Regions from separate parts of the Sus scrofa genome. Here all the other regions are linked to region 2. A link is a contact called in public promoter capture Hi-C data. All regions are on one chromosome and are shown on one strand. Each heading gives the region's core, a stretch centred on a gene start, on an enhancer-like site or on the middle of the called end of the contact. The rest is flanking DNA. Distances are from core to core; before and after follow the strand shown. Region 1 holds the start of RUNDC1 (RUN domain-containing protein 1). Region 2 holds the start of RAB5C (RAB5C, member RAS oncogene family). Region 3 holds the start of RAMP2 (receptor activity modifying protein 2).

Region 1 (2,751 bases), core at 16-2,515, 710 kb before region 2:
TAGTGTAGGTTAATTGAATGCATCTTGTCATGGTTACCAAAGGGGCTTCATTTAGAAAATCTAGTTATTAAGTAGGATGGGCAAGGAGTTTTAAAATACCAGCACTAAGAAATTCATATAATCAGGAGTTGTGTTTCTTTCAGTTAATGAGAGACCTTGTTGTTCACCAAAGTTTTCACCCAGTCAAGGGTCTGAAGATTAAAGGCATTCTCTAGATTCCAGTTATGCGAGAACAGGGAGCAGACCTAAATTTCCATGGATTTCAATTCGCTTGCTCTTTACTAGCCAATTTTCTCAATCCCCAGGGTCGGGGTACTATATCAGCAAACGGACTCAGGACTTAGGTACTTGATGAAGCGACCCCAAGATGAGTGGAAGCAGCACTGTTTCAGTGGGCTGCTCTGTTGCCCTTTGAATACTCTCCTCGCTTACCGCTCTTCTGCCTCTCAAGTCATCACACTTGTACCTCTTTCCACACCTTTGGTGGACATCTCTCATCAACTTCCCAGCCCTCTCATTCCTCTTGTTTTTCAGCAGGCCCCTAACATCTGCCTGGTCTCCTCTTCTGGGACGCGCATACCCACCTAGACAAGCCAGCTTCTCACCACTGCTACCCCACTCCGCGTCACCCACCCAGCCCTCAATTCCCATATCCCTCCGGGTCCAGCCCTAGCTGTTCACCTGGTCCTCGCCCCGCAACCGTGGCCGGTCCCCCAGCAGCCCGTCGGCATCATCACTGGAGGGGTCCTCGCTGCCCCCGTAACCCAGGACATGAGGGCAGCCGCGGAAGGCGAAGTCCTCGAGCTCGCGGAGGAGTCGCTGCTGCTCCGCAGGCGCCCCACGCACCACCTGCCGCAGGCGGAACTGCACCTGAGCAAAATGGGAGGACAGAGCGAGCAGCGCCGAGTCCAGCCGCCGCCGCTCGGCCCGCAGCCGCCGCAGCGTCCGGTCCGGGGAGTCGGGCGCGGAGCCCGTGGCCGCGCAGGGCTCCTCGGCCGCCACCTCTTCGGAGAACGCAGCCGCTCCGGGTCCGGCCTCCGCCACCGCCCCCACTGGCGCCCAGCGCACCGCCTCGCATGGCGACAGCGACTCCTCTTCCTCCTCCTCTTCGTCCTTCGCTCTTGGGCCAACGGCCGCCACCCCCGTTACCGGCTCAGCAGCCGCTTCGACGGCCGCCATCTTCCAGGAAACTCCGCTGCACGTCAGCCGCGCCCCCTGCTGCCATGGCAACGGCGCGCAGGTTGCAAGCCTGGAGGAACGTGTGGGCGGGGCTCAGACGTACAGCTTTCGGACGTCACCCTGGGCGGGCCTTCCCTTGGGATTTAATACTGGCCCAAAATTTATTGATCGCCTGCTGTGCATCCGGCATTTAGTGTACTAAGCGTTGAAGAAACAGGTGAATGAAGCCGGGGCAAGTCCTTTCCTGTGTATAGACTCTGGTCCTTGCCCTGGTCCGGGCGGGCGGGTAGTCTATTCCAAACGTGTGCATTTCTGGAGATCCCAAGATGTGAAGGGCTGCAAGGACTGTCCGCTCACAGAGTCTCTTGGGAGTGCAGATCCCTGGCTGTAGGGCCACGTTCCCCGTTCCTCTAAACTCTTTCCCCGACCATATAAGGAGAGGCAGCTGCTGGGGCCGTCCCCAGGATCTAAAGATAGCAGCCCCTGCCCTGGACTCTAAGCTGCGACCGGGCAGCGGCAGCCGCCATGGCACGGTAAGTGCTTCTATAGCCGCCCGTTTCCCTGGAGATTCTTTGCCCCACGTTTTCTAGGCGCTCCAGGTTCTGCAAGGTCCCAGGGGAACCTCGGAGCCCAAGTCTCTGTAAGCTTGTGGTAGTGAGGGCAAGTGTGAGCTGTATGTTCTTCATAAGTCCCTACCTTTCTGCTCTCGCACTTTCGATTTTCCCCAGGTCCACCCTCACCGCACATGACCCCTCCTGTCACTCCCCTTACACCCCCTTCTGTCTGATTTAGCTCCAGTTTGTGCTAAAGCATAAAACATCCCTTCCTTGTATTTTCCCCTCCTTCCGCCCTTCCCAAATGCCCTCAGTCTTCCCTCTCCCACCCCTATGAAGCCCCACCTCAACTCCTCTTCAGGCAGCATGCCCGGACCCTGTGGTACGACAGGCCCAAGTATGTGTTCATGGAGTTTTGTGTTGAGGACAGCTCCGATGTCCACGTGCTCATCGAAGACCACCGCATTGTGTTCAGGTAATGGCCCCCGACGCTAGAGGGCCTGGCTTCCCGAGAACCTTCCCCTTCTCCTGATGCCCCCGTATTCATCCTCCCACATCTTCTCAGCTGCAAGAACCCAGATGGAGTGGAGTTTTACAATGAGATTGAGTTCTATGCCAAGGTGAACTGCAAGGTAAGGGTGGAGTGGGACAGTACAGGCTGGTGGGAAGGCTGCCTGGGAAACCAGAGATTCATTCTAAATCTCAGACCCTAAAAACGAGGCTATCTGGCAGGACTCTCAGGATAAACGCTCTGGCCGCTCCATCACTTGCTTTGTGAGGAAATGGAAGGAGAAGGTGGCCTGGCCCCGGCTCACCAAGGAGGATATCAAGGTGGGTGTGCGGGAAGCGGCAGCTCTTTCTCCTGTGCTGTGTACCCAGGTACCCAGGATAGATCTGAGAATCTCCCTTGGCTCCTTTCCCATCGACATTCAATTACTCACCAGGTCCTGCCTATTTGACCTCCTAAATAGTCAGAATCCATGATTTCATCTCTTCCTAATTCAGACCTTATCCATTA
Region 2 (2,700 bases), core at 161-2,660:
CTTGGCACCACATTCACGCCACCAGGGGCCCCAGGGATGAGGCAGAAACCGTAATGAGTCACTATGGGCCCGTCATACCCACCCTCCCCCTCACCTGGTCACAGCCACAGACTCAGACACGATATGTGGGAGGGACAGAGCCCTGACTCAAGTCCACCTCCAGCCCTGCCAAGGTGACCCACAGGACTCCCCACTAATTCTGCATTAACCAATCCTGTGCCTGTTGCAGGCTAGGAACAGCAGGGTCTGGAAGAAGTGCTGTCACCAGCCAGAACCTACTAAGAATCCCACTCTGCCCCATCCCCTTTGCTCTCTTAAGCTCTCTCTTCTTTCTTAGCTTTCACTTCTCTGACAATCACTGAAGGGGTTGGTGGTATGGACGTTGTTAGAGGCACCCTGGTGACCAAATGGAACCAGGTGTGGGCAAGTTGTCCTGGACAGGTTGCAAGGTCCATTCTCCAGCTCAGGCTCCAGGGTATGTTTGGTGTTGGCTGGTGTCATAGGAACAATGCCCACAGCTGCCTCCGGGTGAGCTAGTATTCCATTCAGGTGCTGAGTAGTATCTCTGGGGGTGAGATGCAGAAGCAGAGGAGCTGTGTTGGGGGGGTTGGGGGTGAGCAGAAGTGGTCCTAATCCATACTGAGGGGAGCAGGGAAAAAAAAAAAAAAAAGCCCTGATCCATGTGAAGGGCAAAGCGGGGGCAAACAGAAGTGGGTCCAGTTCACTGGATGGGAAGTGTCTGGCTCTGTGCTTGGAGTTAAGAGACAAGAGCTGGAACTGGTTGAGGGTGGGGAGAGACAGGGGCAGAGTCGGTTCCGGTTGAGCCAAAGGCAGAGGGTCCTAGTTTACTGCTGGGCAGTGGCAGGGGCTCTCCCTTTGATCTTACCCAGTAGTCTCCAGAAAGCCCTTACTATAGCGTTTCCATAATCTTCCCCATATCAAAATGTCCCCACCCGTGGGGCTCCCAGAACTGACTTGGCCCAAAAGCGCAGACACGGGCTCCTCCAGTCTAGCGAGTGCTCAGGACTGGTCCACGCGGCCTTACGTGCATATTCATTCACATCATGTTTTTCCTTTCCCAATTCTGCACACACAGCCTCCTACCCTCTTGCAACGCTCCGCCACCCGCCTCCCCTCGGGGTGCCTGGAACCCGCGATGACGCGATCGGCAGGCCTGCCCTTAAAAAGTTCCCGGCCGGGCTCCGCCTAGCCGACATCGGGCTCCACCCTAAGCCTGTCTCAGGCGGCTCCTCCTGGAGCTACGCACTACAATTCCCGCCGTCCCTTGCGTGCGCTCTCCCACCTCTCCCGCGCTCCCCGCCAGCCCCGCCTGTGAATCGGCCAAGAGTGCCTCCCATTGGCTTCGCCGCCCTGTCAGTCACCTGGGTATTGAGGGGCGGGTCGGAGGTGGAGATCCGGATCCGGAGCGGCTGAAAGGCGGAAGTGGAGGCCGGAGCCTGGGACACCGCCGGGGGGAGAGGAGCGGAGCCTGTCCGAGCCCCGGCCTCAAGTAACGCCACCGCCCCGGAGCCACCGTGAGTGTGCCTGTCCCGGGACCCAGTGTCTCGCTCGCGTTGAAACCTCTCCGGGGCAGCCCCTCCTCCCGCCCGGCCCCGGCTTGGGGGGATACTGACCCCTCCCCCGACCCGTAGCCCCCTCTTAAGGGGCTCCCCAGGCGTCGAGCCAGAGCGGGGGCCGGGGGGGCTCTTCTTTCCTTCCCTTACTTGCCCTTCGTAACCCTTGGGAAACCCCTGTGGCTCTCCTCTGGCCTGTCCAGCCCGGTGGTGGGAGGGAGAGACCCTAAGTTTCGCTCCCTCTCCTCCTAGAATTGGAGGAATCTTTGTCAGGTGTGAAGGAGCCTGTCCGACTTCTCTTTTAGAGGTAGCCAGAAGTGTTGTCTGTCGCTGTTTTCCTTTACCCCGTCCCACAAAAACTGTTGTCCCTCCAGCCCTAGAGGAATTTTATCTTGATATCCTGAGGCTGGGGCGGGGTGTGGGGGGGGTGGTCCTGGGTGAGACCGCTCCCACAACTCCTTACTTCCTCTCTTTCCTCAAGCTAGACAGCCACCCAGGATCCTAGCAGAGTTTAAAGTCAGGGTCACTCTTTAGGAATGCCTTGTCTTCTCCTCGGCTTGCTCCCCTCTGCCCCAGCCCCGTCCTCTAGTTATGGTGTTCTCTGGTTGTGTCGTTCCCTGAGTGTATCGCTTTTCCTGCCTCTGAACAATTTAGCTGAGGTTTGCTCAATCCTAGCTACAGATCACACAGATCAGAGTGGATCTGCCCATTCATTATCATCTCTCTCCCCTTCTCCTCCCCCCTTGCTGGAGTCTCAACCGGGTCCTCCCAGAGCACGCGAGTGGTTCCAAGCTACCTCAGAGGGACTGCTCGTCCTGGGACTGGTGTCCGTTGGTCTTTAGAGAGGAGGAAAAAGACCAAAAATAAGGAGTCTGGAATTGAGGAGTGCTAGGCTCTTTCCCACTGCTAAACACACACTCACCTCCCTGATCAACAGGTCATGCCACTTCTAGTCCTAGGGTCTATTTCCATTCCTTTCTGGACTTGATCAACTCAGTTGTAGATTGCAGAGGATTAGGTGGAGATCACAGTGGCACCTCTGGGTTCTTCATGTGCTAATTTTTAGTGTAACCCAAGGAATTCCCACACCCGAAAGTGCTGATTCTCCCCAGCTTTTCCTAGAGAC
Region 3 (2,720 bases), core at 62-2,561, 520 kb before region 2:
GCTTCCACATCCACTTTTTCTGGGGCCTTCCTCTTTTTCCTTTAAGACCGCACCTGCAGCATATGTAAGTTCCCAGGCTAGGGGTCAAATTGGAGCTGTTGCTCCCAGTCTACACCACGCAGGATCTGAGCAGCATCTGGGACCTACATCGCAACTCACAGCAACACGGGATCTTTAACCCACTAAGCGAGGCCAAGGATCAAACCCACGTTCTCATGGATACTCACTGGGTTTCATAAGGTACTGAGCCACGACAAAAAAAAAAAAAAAAAAAAAAAAAAAAAAAAAAAAGAACTCCCGCGTTGCCATGAGCTATGGTATAGGTCACAGACTCTGATCGGATCTGGTGTTGCTGTGGCTGTGGCCGGCAGCTGTGGCTCCGATTTGACCCCTAGCCTGGGAACCTCCATAGGCCACAGGTGCCGCTTTAAAAAGATAAAAAAAAAAAAAGGAATTCCTTTTTTTGGGGGAGGGGGGTTTTCTAACCCACTGTGAGGTGGACCAGCTCAGAGCTGATGGGGTCCCTCTGGGATGAGAGGTAGAAAGACTATAAGGAACCCCAAGAGAAAAGAGAGGGGAATTTAGGGGAGCCAACTAAGTTTGGGGCCTAGCCTGTGGGAAAGGGACCCTGTTCACTGACCTCTCTCTTCCTTTCCCCTAGCCACCCTCCCACAGCCACTGGGTACTTACCTTCTAAATTTAAGTAATCTGGGGTGGGAAAATGCTGAGCCAGGGACTCCTGGGGCTTCAGGACAGCTGTGGGCAGAAAAGAAAGAGAGCAATGAGCGGTCGGATGGGGATCTGGGCGGTGGAGCCTGGAGGAGGGGGGGTTGTGGGTTGGGGGCCGAGACTCTTGGAAATCAGGGCTACTCTCAGAAGAGAAAGAGGAGTAAGGCAGGCCCCCACCGGGTGCCCGGAAGAAAGGGGCTGCACCAATTCCTTCCCACTCATACCCAAACCCCCTGCCTCCACATCAGCCCCAGACCTCCCAAGACCTCTCGGAGGGGCCCTGGCACCCCAGCTTTCGCCAAGTGGGAAGCAGCCCGCGCGGCGTCCTCACCGAGGCGGGGCCGTCCGAAGGGCAGCGCTGTCCGCACCCGCACCCCGGGGCCGTTCCGGCCTCGGCCGTCCAGCCCCCCTCCCCTCCAGGGCCTCCCGCGCCTCCTGCCCGGGCCCCGGGGCGCTGCGCTCACCGCCCAGCAGCAGGAGGAGGCGGAGCGCTGCCGGTCGCCCGGCGCGGGTCGCGGGGAGCCGCGGGCCCCCGGCGGCGCGCTCCGCTCGCAGCGAGGCCATCGCGCGGCGAGCAGGCGAGGAGGGGCGGCGGCGCTGAGCCGGGCGCTGGCGGGGGCGCCAATATCCTCGTCCCCAGCCGCAGGAAGCCGCGCCGCTTCCTCGCAGGGGCTGGGACGGCTGCGGCCACGTGGGGGGCGGGGGCGACGCCCGGGGCCCGCGGGCTGGAGGGGGAGTCGCTGCCCCACCCGGCCCTGGCGCCCGCCTGGCCGGCGTTGGCCCACCCTTTCCTCCAGTTCACCCCGTGTGGCTGGACAGCTCCCCTCGTAACCCCAGAACCGGGATCATTTCCTCGGCTCTGCTGCATGGCGCCCAGGCCTCGCCGGGGTCTCCCAGCATCCGCTCCCCGCTCCCCGCACTCTAGTCGCCCTTTCCCTTTCTCCGCGAGTTTGTGGGGGGAGTGTTGGGGGAGGAGGGTGTGGGGAGAGGGAGGGGGCTGGGAGCTCAGAGGGCCTCTCTCGACGCCTCAGTATCTAAGGCTGGGGGTTGGGGTTGTCCTGGGCCGTGGGGGAAGGGGCGCCTTGAGCTGGGCTCCGCGTTCCCTTTCCCTGGGAACACCCACTGCTGTCGGCCTGCCTGCCAAAACCGGGGAGGAAAAGAGGGAGCCAGCCCTTCCGAGTCGGGAGAAGGCCTGGGGATGGGGGTAGAGGGGAAACCAAAGCCCATACCCTCCCTTTGAGGCAGTCCCTGGGCCCTAGACCCACAAAGCAGATTGAGGGCAGGGGCAAAAGTAAGACTACTCCCCCCGCAAGGAGAAAATAGCCACAGCCCTTCAAGGCCAAGGTTGTGAGAAAGGAAGAGTTTAGACTAGAACCTACAATGTGTGGCTTCATTCATGAGATGGGTGCATAATTTACAGAGGAGGAAGCTAAAGCTCAGAGGAAAGCCCAGAACTTGAGTTCAGCCCCGGGAGTCCTGCCTTCCCGCTTTCCAGCTCTATAGCCTGGAATGACATCAGTTACCATCAAGAATTCTCTGATCCCTTCTGTGTGAACGTGGGACTAAATCATAGTGAGGGTGACACTTGTGAAAGGGCACTGAACTCAGCAGACACTGGTTTCCTTTCCTCTTTTCCTAAGGACTTGCTTAAGGTCGCTCTTCTGAGAAGCAGGAAGGCTGAGCCTGGGGCCCCAGCGGCTGTGACTTCTGCCACACCACAGCTGTCTCCGTGTCCTGAGCCAGAGCTTCATTAGTCTGAAGCAGCGGAGGATCCCAGGAGCTGCCTTGGCCATGACGTTCAACTCCAGACACAGCTGTCAGCACCAAACTTTCCTAAATTACTCCCAGACACTGACCCTTGGACTCAGCTGCTGCTGTTGTCCCAGTTTACTGATTCCTGCCCACCACAAATTATCTGTCACGATCTCTCTTCAAATCTTTATCTCAGGGTCTTAGGCTCTTAAATCATGGCCACTGATAACCTCTTGTAC

The links. Promoter capture Hi-C pulls out the DNA fragments that hold promoters and counts their contacts.
Region 1: a promoter capture Hi-C map of fetal skeletal muscle shows a contact between it and region 2, with 9 times the contacts expected there. The contact joins the promoter of RUNDC1 here to the promoter of RAB5C in region 2. A contact is called at or near these places in 2 of 5 promoter capture datasets (fetal skeletal muscle and liver) and 1 of 47 Hi-C or Micro-C datasets (liver).
Region 3: a contact with region 2 is called in a promoter capture Hi-C map of fetal skeletal muscle, with 4 times the contacts expected there. The contact joins the promoter of RAMP2 here to the promoter of RAB5C in region 2. A contact is called at or near these places in 1 of 5 promoter capture datasets (fetal skeletal muscle), 1 of 47 Hi-C or Micro-C datasets (heart right ventricle) and 1 of 2 datasets of contacts at active chromatin or transcription factors (alveolar macrophages).

What each region holds. Positions count from the first base shown.
Region 1 is chr12:19,907,723-19,910,473 of Sscrofa11.1, forward strand. RUNDC1 (RUN domain-containing protein 1) reads right to left here and starts at 1,266. Exons shown (of 5, transcript XM_021066967.1): 1 at 682-1,266. The coding sequence starts at 1,179. PTGES3L (putative protein PTGES3L) reads left to right here and starts at 1,315. Exons shown (of 7, transcript XM_021066969.1): 1 at 1,315-1,712; 2 at 2,095-2,208; 3 at 2,299-2,365; 4 at 2,466-2,564. The coding sequence starts at 1,705.
Region 2 is chr12:20,612,581-20,615,280 of Sscrofa11.1, forward strand. It overlaps RAB5C (RAB5C, member RAS oncogene family), which reads left to right and starts at 1,411. Exons shown (of 6, transcript NM_001244254.1): 1 at 1,411-1,535.
Region 3 is chr12:20,093,115-20,095,834 of Sscrofa11.1, forward strand. RAMP2 (receptor activity modifying protein 2) reads right to left here and starts at 1,312. Exons shown (of 5, transcript NM_214082.1): 1 at 1,194-1,312; 2 at 691-756. The coding sequence starts at 1,293.